3 separate regions of the Mus musculus genome follow, and regions 1 and 2 are each linked to region 3. Evidence: chromatin contacts called from public HiChIP or PLAC-seq data. All regions are on one chromosome and are shown on one strand. The core of a region is the stretch at or near the end of the contact, and the rest is flanking DNA. Distances in the headings are between cores, read along the strand shown. Region 1 overlaps Clasp1 (CLIP associating protein 1). Region 2 overlaps Clasp1 (CLIP associating protein 1). Region 3 holds the start of 2900060B14Rik (RIKEN cDNA 2900060B14 gene).

Region 1 (2,700 bases), core at 140-2,639, 38 kb before region 3:
AAACAATCCATTGCAAAGTATTAGCCTGCTTCCTTGACTTTCAATATGACACTTATGTAGGTTATGGGAAGGACATGAGGAAAGACATGTGGGGGCGATTGTCTTGAAAGTTATGGGAAAACATGAGGGAAGGTATGTGGGTGTTTACAAACATTTGCAGCCTTGAAGATGAAGTTTATATCATGTTTTGTGGGGAGGAGACTTTGACATGGTGGTGAGCAGCCGTTCATGAATAAGAGGTGTCTTCACTGATCTCTCAGGGATCAGAGTGTATAGCATTTTACTTTCAAATTACTGTTTTGAAGTCTACTGGGACCTGGCCAGAAACAATTTGGGTTGTCAAGGAGTGCCTTTGACCCATGGGTAGTGGTGTAGAAGAGATAGTTTTCAGATGTGAAGATTAGAGCTCTTATAACATAGGTGGGGAGTGGGAGTGGGAGGGTGTGTGGAGGAGGTGGCTATCCACAGATTATTTATGTTGTGAGCATTTTACCATTCAGGGTTGAGCTTCATGAATGCAAACTACAGGGTGCTTGAAGCCCTGGAGAGGTGTCCTTGCCTTAGTCCCTCCTGCATCTTTCCTCTCATCCCTTGACATCAGGGTTCAATTAACAGGGGAAGGAAGCTTTCTGTTCTGTAGACTTTGTTAAGGGGCCCCAGACGCCTGGTCTCTTGCAGATCTTTACTGACTCAGGCTGATCTGGATATCGGAACTGGTGCTTACAGAATTCCTCTTGCTTTGCTTCCCACATGCTTTTAAGCCCCAGTCTGAACCAAGAGCGCTGAGCTCCTATGTTTCTTGAAGATGTTACTAGCACATAGTAGTTCATTCACCCTTGGGTTTATAGTTTTCCTTCTTTTTTTTTTTTTTTTTTTTTTTTTTTTGGTTTTTTGAGACAGGGTTTCTCTGTGTAGCCCTGGCTGTCCTGGAACTCACTTTGAAGACCAGGCTGGCCTCGAAATCAGAAATCCGCTTGCCACTGCCTCCCAAGTGCTGGGATCAAAAGTGTGTGCCACCACGCCCAACTCCTTCCTGTCGTTGAAGCTGAGCTGAGATCCTGTCTGTCTTACTTATTGGGCAGAAGTTAACAAGTGCATCCCATGGCCAGGCTGCCTGGTACTCTCAGGTCAGACAGAGTCCACTTGTGCTTTTGAGGGCTCATAGGCTACCTTGTCTGTCTGTATCATGGCTCCAGTACTCCTGTGTGTATATCAAGAAGCATTTGGTAGAAACTGAAGGGTACTGTAAGGAAATTTAGCAAGCCTGGTATTAGCTAAGGTAATATCTCTGAGGAAGAAGAATGCTTTCAGAAGCTTGAAGCCGACCTTGTGCATGCCCCCTGGCCAGTTGGCCTTACTTCCTCCTTCCCTTCCTGCAGTGCCACCAGGCAGTGCCACCTGGCAATGTCCTCGGATGCCTGTCCATGTTGACTTAACTGCTGTTCTCTGCAAAGGTGCTTCCTCCCTCCCCTGAGGCCAGTTGTATTCACTTGAGTTGAGAGGTACTTGAGTTGAGGCTGACTGTCCTAGGAAGGGGCCGGTTTAAGGTTGGGACTGGAATAATACTGCTGTTAATTAGCAACTTGTGGAGCCTGTTTCACTGAGCAATGTAATGTCTCAGGTTCCCCATTTATCATGCCAGGATAACCAAATTATTTACTAATAATTAAAGATTATTTTTATTTTGTGTATGAATGTTTGCCTGCATGTTTGTTTGGGTACTACACATATATGGTGCCCGTGGAGGAGAGATGAGGGCATCAGATCTCTTTGAACTGGAGTTACAGATGATTTTGAGCTACATGTGGATGCTGGGAACCAAACGTGGGTTCTTTGCAAAATCAGTTAATGCTCTTAACCTCTAGGCCTCTGTTTCAGCCTCTTAAAAGGTTGGTGTGTGTGTGTGTGTGTGTGTGTGTGTGTGTGTGTGTGTATCTGAGTGTGTGTGTGCATGTTTGTGTGTATGGGAGTGTGCATATGCCATGGTGTGTGTGTGTGTGTGTGTGTGTGTGTGTGCATGTTTGTGTGTATGTGAGTGTGCATATGCCATGGTGTGTGTGCAGGTTGGAGAACAGCATCAGGTGTTAGTCCTTACCTTCCTTTCCCTTGGTTTAAGACAGGGTCACTTCTTGCTCACTACTGTTGCATATAGCAGGTTAGCTGACGTATACACTTCTGGGTGAGAGCCTTCTGATTCCACCTCTCATCTTCCCATAGATTATAAATGCACCTCCATGTCTAGCTTTTATGTGGTTCTGGGAAGCTGAGCTCAGGTCCTTGTGCATGTGTGGCAAGCGCTTTATCCCCTAAGCCGTCTCCCCAGTCAGATAATAAAGTTTTTATGAGCCCTGAATGAGAGAGTGGGTCTCAGTTATTTCTTGCCTGCTGCATACTAAGCTCCTTAGTGGTGGCTCCTGTCTAGTGGGGGTGCTGGTTAGAACTTGTGATTGCTTCCCTACTCAGGTACAGCATGTGGCTGCATGAACTACATGGGATTCTGAGCAAGGCACACATAAGCAGCACTACTGCCTGCAGAATCTGGAGAATTCAGTATTTTCAGAATGGATTTGTAAAGTCACAGGACAGAAGGTTTAGGACTTAGCACTCAGGAGCAGTTCTTTTATCTTTGCTCTTCCATGTTCTCTCTCCTTCCCTCCACTTTCCTCGCCTGCCCTTTTTTTTCTTATCTCTTCTTTTTGA
Region 2 (2,700 bases), core at 129-2,628, 57 kb before region 3:
TTTAACGTTCCTGTGTGTGCTCTCTCTCAGTAACTTTTATATTTTGCTTTGGACTTTTATTTCATTGCCTCTTGTTTGTTTGTTTGTTTGTTTGTTTTATTTATTATTTGTTTCATTTTTGTTTTCTGAGGTAGGGTTTTTCTGTGTAGCCCTGGCTGTCCTGGAACTAGCTCTGTAGTCCAGACTGGCCTCAAACTCAGAGCTCTGCCTGCCTCTGCCTCCCAAGTGCTGGGATTAAAGGCGTGCACCACCACAGCTCTTCAAGATTTTTAACTGTTCCTGTTAAGTCATATTTTGAAATGTTGGAATCAATGATAGGTTTTAGGAATTTGTGAAATGACCTACTATTTGGTTAAACATGTTAGATAGTATACTAGGAAATACGTTTTATTCCTGACTGCAAAACTGATGTAAGGTTTGGCTGGGGAGTACTTTCCTTGTTGCTTAGACAAAGTCAAGCAACCAAGGGAGGAAGTGTGTATCTCAACAGTCCGCTAGGGAGGGAAAGGCATGGCCGCCAGAGCAGGAGGCAGGTGCTCATGGGGTGCAGCCTACTGTTAGTAAGTAGATAAAAGCCCCTGCCTACCTTGTTTTTCATCTCCCACTTTTTAATTAGAATTTTTATTGCATTTTTAGTTATTTTACTTTGTGGGGGTGGGGTGGGGTCAAAGCTAGCAACACTCAAGTCACAGCACACTTGTAGAGGTCAGAGGACAACTTTCAGGAGTCAGAGCTCTCCTTCCACCATGTGGGGTCCTAGGAATGGAACTCAGGTTGTCATGCTTGGTGGCAGGCACTTTTACTCCCAGAGGCATCTCTTTTCCCTTTCTATCCAGCTCATGGAACGGTGCTGACCACATTCAGGGTCAAGACCTTCCCGTACCAGTTAACCAAAGATAGACCGTTCCCCATAGATGTGCCCTGAGATTTATTTCCTATCGGATTCTAGGACCTATGAAACTGACTATAAATATTAATGATCACAGGGTGATATATGGTAGATATGGTGTTATATGTCTCTAGTCTTACACTCAGGAAGCAGAAGCAGAGGAGTTTGAGTTCAAGGTCAGTCTGGGCTACATGGTGAGACTCTGTCAAAAATTAGGGGGTGATTCTGTATTTGATTTTTCACTTTTTTTTCCTACCCTAACCAGTTTCATTTTAAATAAATACTGAGTTTCAAATTTATTTTCCTTTTTTGCAATGAAGTCTGTGTTTTTCTACCAAAATGGAGTAAACAGCATGAGCAAAGTGTTTTGTCTGGACATTCCAAAGCTGAGCTAGGGAAGGCGTGTCTGCTTTCTCTCTCTCCCGGTCGGGGCCTGTGATCCTGTTTCCCTTACTGTGCTCTTTAGTGCTCACGAGTGTCTAGTGTTACTCGTCCTGGTGACAATCTTCCCTCGGGAGCCCTTTTCGAAACCCACATTCCAGATGTGGTGAAGGAGGCCGAGCTCTGCAGTGTGACCTTGATGTTTTGTTTCCCAGGATGTTTCACTCCAGGTCAGGATTTCTTAGCATCTGAGTAGGGAAACACCTGTGTCATCTTTGGTGCTGTTTGTGTGCCTTTGAGCCTTTTTACCAGTGGACTCAAAGACAGATCATTTCTCTTTCTTTCTTTCTTTTTTTCAAGACAGGGTTTCTCTGTGTAGCCCTGGCTGTCCTGGAACTCACTCTGTAGACCAGGCTTCTCGAACTCAGAAATCCGCCTGTCTCGGCCTCCCAAGTGCTGGGATCAAAGGTGTGCGCCACGACTCCCGGCTTCTCCTTCATTTCCTAGTTCTAAGCAGCAGATCAGAGAGCAGAACAAACACAGCTTTTGAGGGACAGTCAACAAAGTGATTGACCATCTGCTTAAACTCTGGACTGGGGACTTTGTCTGTAAAGTACTGTGTACTCCAGTACTTTCTGTGTACTCCAGAATTCTCTCTGTCTCTCACACACACAAGTGTGAAAAGCTAGGTGTGGTGGCCCAAGTTTGTAATTCCAGTGTTGGGGAAGTGGACAAGTGGATTCCCAGAGCCTCCTAGCCAGCCAGTCTAGCCAATAAGAGATCTTACCTCAAAAATAGATAGATGATAAGCAGACAGACAGATAGATGGATGATAGACAAAGAGACAGACAGACAGACAGACAGATGAATAGGACTGGTGAGAAAGTTCCGTGGGTGAAGGTGCTTGCCACAATTCTGATTACTTCAGTGTAGTCCTTGGGTTTGGAGAAGAGAAACGATCTCCTGAAAGTTGTCCTTTTATCTCTGATCTCCAGAGGCCCTTTATGGCATGCACACACACAATAAAGGGTATGCCCAAGATTGGCCCTGGCCTCCACACCATGTTTATATGTGCACATGCACGTGTAACTCCCCACTCCCATGAGTTTAAACTCCTCTAGTGGGAATGCTGCAGAGAGAGTAGCAGGGGCTTTCTGTTTTCTTTTCCACCTGTGTCTTCTTAGGGAGAGGTTGGGCTGCCTTTATCTGAATTGAATCTGTAGCTCTCTAGCTATATCTTCATGTACCTCTTGCTCATCCAGGAAGTAGTGGGAGTTTATTGTTATTGTTTGTTTTCTATTAATCTATTACACCTCAGGCATGAATTTCCATTCGAGGAGAGCAGCCCTCTAAGGAAAGACGTGCTTCTCAGTGTGCCCCGTCTTAGTGGTGGAGGTGCTCTGTGTGTTGCTTGGCTGATGAGTGTGCTC
Region 3 (2,700 bases), core at 158-2,657:
ATTTAATTTTCTGAAGACATTTTGCACACTGATTTTCATTTTGCATCTCCAACAGCAGTGTGCAGTTCCTATTTCTTTGTGCTGTCACTCCCTGCCTCCCTTGCTCTCTCCCTCCCTCCCTCCCTCCCTTTTCCTTTGTAGTAGCCTATAGTGATTGTCAGCTGTTGCTTTTTACCACTGCTCTGTCTGTCAGAGCATCTGTCTCTGCTGTGCACCTGCGCTTTGGGGGTCTCTAACCCTTTGCTTCCTTGGGCTGCACTTGGAGCTTTCCTGTTTAATTTCTCTTGCTCTATGTACACTGAACTTTCAATGGAGCCCATTCTTTGGCTCTTAAGTTGGTTTGTTTATTATTTGGTTCTTTCAAAACAAAACAAAACAATATCTGGAAAAAGTCATTTTCCTTTTCCCAGGCAAATTAAGAAACTATAAAAAATTTGTCTTCACTGTGGCAGTTTCTCGGTATCCTTGGTTTTGGCCCTGACAGCGACGCACTGGGCAGGTGTTTGAGTTTCCCTCATATTTTCCTTGAGATTACTCACAGCTTGTGGGCTTTAAAGAGACTGTGACAGAGGTGAAGTGTGCATTATATTATACCAAGCTTACATCACCAGCATGACTTAGCATTGTTTAAGCTGACCTTGGTCACCTGGCTGAGGTAATAGTTTGTCAGGTTTCTGTACTGTAAAATTACCTCCCATTCCTACTGTGCTCTTTGGAAGGAAGCCAAACTAAGGAAACTTAAATCCTGTGGCTCAAAAGTAAGACCTTTGTTTGTTTTTGTTTTTTTGGTTTTTTTTTTTTTTTTTTTTTTGCTTTGTTTTAAAGAAAATGCTCATAAATAGAACTATTTTAAAAGTTGGGAGAAAAAAGGGCCCCGGGAAGTGGTACATGCCTTTAATTTTAGCAGTCGGGAGCTACAAGTTTGAGGCCAGCAGGGGCTACATGCTAAGGGCTACATAGACTCTGCGCCTCAAAAGAATTATACACTTTCAAGTATCTAATTCCTCCCAGTGCTGGCTTGGTGTTTGAATTAGTATATAGATTTACTTGTAAGCTGGATGAAAACCCAAATACGGAACCCTTTATCTGTATTACAACATTTTCCAAAGGGAGCGCTTCTTAGTGTATCACAGTCTTAGGGCAGCGGTGAGAAAGCTGGTCTCCAGTAATTACTGTCCGGCTGCCCTCTAGCATACAATAAAGGAACTGCGAGGAGGGCAACAGTACACACGCGGCTACTTTAATCTTTAAATGTTTAGGTAAGGAAGAGAGGTTTTGTGGTTTTTTCCAAAAATTGCACCAAGGTAAAGCAGAGCTCTAACCGATGCAGGTGTGTTGTCAGGCGTTAGCAGTACTGCCCTCACTACGCGTTCATTGGACAGTAGCGCAACCCCAAGAAAAGGATGGTTGCTTGCAACCACGCGCGCCCGGCAGCCAGAAAGCTCTAAGTCCGGGTTTGGTTGCGGTGACCACCGCAGGAGGCCTACCCCAACCTGCCCGGTGTACAGTATTTTCTTCGACTGCTGCTTCCCACGTCGAATACCCTTTCTGTTTTTCTGAAACTCCCAAGGGGCTTTCTGAAGCCTGCTTGTCTTTACCCAGAAGGCCGCGCGTCACAAGTCTGAAAATTTGCATACACGCCTTTCTGGGCGGGGCCGGAGGGAGGCTTAGAGTTAGCAATTTGGGGGGAGGGTGCGACCTGGTAAATTTGCATACGCAACTCAAGGAGAGGGCGGGGCCGCAGTAGGCTCCTCTAGGTCGTGCTGCTTCAGTGGAGTTCCGCTTCGGCGAGTTTTTCTTCCAAACGGTAGCGGGTTTTTCCGTGCCGAGTACCCTTTCCTGACCAGCCAGCTCAGTCTTCCCAGTCGCTGGGCGCCCGCGGGGACCAGCTATGTCAGCGCCATCCCACTGCACCGCTGACGCTGTGCTTCTTTGCGTTGCAGGTGGTTCTCTTGGGCATGGACATCCTGTCGGCACTGGTGACTAGGCTGCAGGACCGGTTCAAGGCGCAAATCGGCACAGGTGAGCCTTAGCTAGCATAGCAGGCTCTCATCCTTCCGTCCCACCCTGGACTCACCCCACATCGTGGCCTCACCGCCCCTAAACTGGTACCTTCCCCTCTAAACCCGAATTATTATAATATTGCCAATTGAGGATTTTTATGCCAGTTTAGACATCAGCTTGATGCCAGCCAGTACGCATTGTCCTCTCAACCTCCTCGGAGACTCAGTTTTCTTTGAAAAGTCCTACAAAAAAGGAGCCAGTTGGATTTTTCCACCGTTTAGATGTCTCTAAATCAGTGTGTTTCATGGTGGCGATGTAAACACTAAGCAATTCTGTTTATACAACTGTTTCAGTAGCAAATTTCTCTATTCTCTTTTCTTGATTCCCTTTTGTGTGCGCAGTGGGTGAATAGAATCTATGTCCTCTGTATGCCAGCAAGCAATAACCACTGAGCCACAGTGTCAGCTGGAATTCTCCACTAGTGTTCATTACCAGTGTCTGTCTGTCCTTTTCTTTTTCTGTAGCTTTGCAGTCAGTGCGCTCACTGAGAAGGATGGTGGGATCCTGAAACTTACTGTTAGGAATCTGATGTTTGAACCATTTTCCATTTCCCCCCTACATTAGCTCAGGACTCATGGATTCTCACCAGAGGCCTAACGGGGTTGGAATAGACATGGGTGGGCTGGCCCATGCTTC

The links. HiChIP or PLAC-seq counts read pairs in DNA pulled down with a chosen protein or histone mark.
Region 1: a contact with region 3 is called in an H3K27ac HiChIP or PLAC-seq map of the HPC-7 cell line, with 4 times the contacts expected there. The contact joins the enhancer-like site here to the promoter of 2900060B14Rik in region 3. A contact is called at or near these places in 14 of 39 promoter capture datasets (3T3-L1-derived adipocytes, the C10 cell line, the HPC-7 cell line and 9 more), 10 of 484 Hi-C or Micro-C datasets (the AML12 cell line, the G1E-ER4 cell line, LSK cells and 7 more), 5 of 115 datasets of contacts at active chromatin or transcription factors (the HPC-7 cell line, cardiomyocytes, embryonic stem cells and 1 more) and 3 of 9 other capture datasets (adipose tissue, liver and pancreatic islet).
Region 2: a contact with region 3 is called in an H3K27ac HiChIP or PLAC-seq map of embryonic stem cells, with 13 read pairs. The contact joins the enhancer-like site here to the promoter of 2900060B14Rik in region 3. A contact is called at or near these places in 14 of 39 promoter capture datasets (the C10 cell line, the HPC-7 cell line, cranial neural crest and 8 more), 102 of 484 Hi-C or Micro-C datasets (3T3-L1-derived adipocytes, the 63-12 cell line, the AML12 cell line and 62 more), 29 of 115 datasets of contacts at active chromatin or transcription factors (the 230-238 cell line, the HPC-7 cell line, Th17 cells and 18 more) and 4 of 9 other capture datasets (adipose tissue, embryonic tail, liver and 1 more).

Annotation. Positions count from the first base shown.
Region 1 is chr1:118,419,987-118,422,686 of GRCm38.p6, forward strand. The region is part of intron 2 of Clasp1 (CLIP associating protein 1); the gene reads left to right. Among named protein-coding and RNA genes, the nearest start is that of Gm26080, 32 kb to the right of the region's middle. Within about 2 kb of position 1,390, at least 26 of the 459 cell types and tissues checked have an H3K27ac peak or open chromatin away from gene starts, as enhancers often do. A contact at or near this core is called in the HPC-7 cell line, LSK cells and hematopoietic stem and progenitor cells, where this site is marked.
Region 2 is chr1:118,401,368-118,404,067 of GRCm38.p6, forward strand. The region is part of intron 1 of Clasp1 (CLIP associating protein 1); the gene reads left to right. Among named protein-coding and RNA genes, the nearest start is that of Clasp1, 14 kb to the left of the region's middle. Within about 2 kb of position 1,379, at least 28 of the 459 cell types and tissues checked have an H3K27ac peak or open chromatin away from gene starts, as enhancers often do. A contact at or near this core is called in the 63-12 cell line, B cells, the G1E-ER4 cell line and 5 more, where this site is marked.
Region 3 is chr1:118,457,858-118,460,557 of GRCm38.p6, forward strand. It overlaps 2900060B14Rik (RIKEN cDNA 2900060B14 gene), which reads right to left and starts at 1,408. Exons shown (of 1, transcript NR_027901.1): 1 at 812-1,408. Clasp1 (CLIP associating protein 1) reads left to right here. Exons shown (of 43, transcript NM_001359328.1): 3 at 1,944-2,022.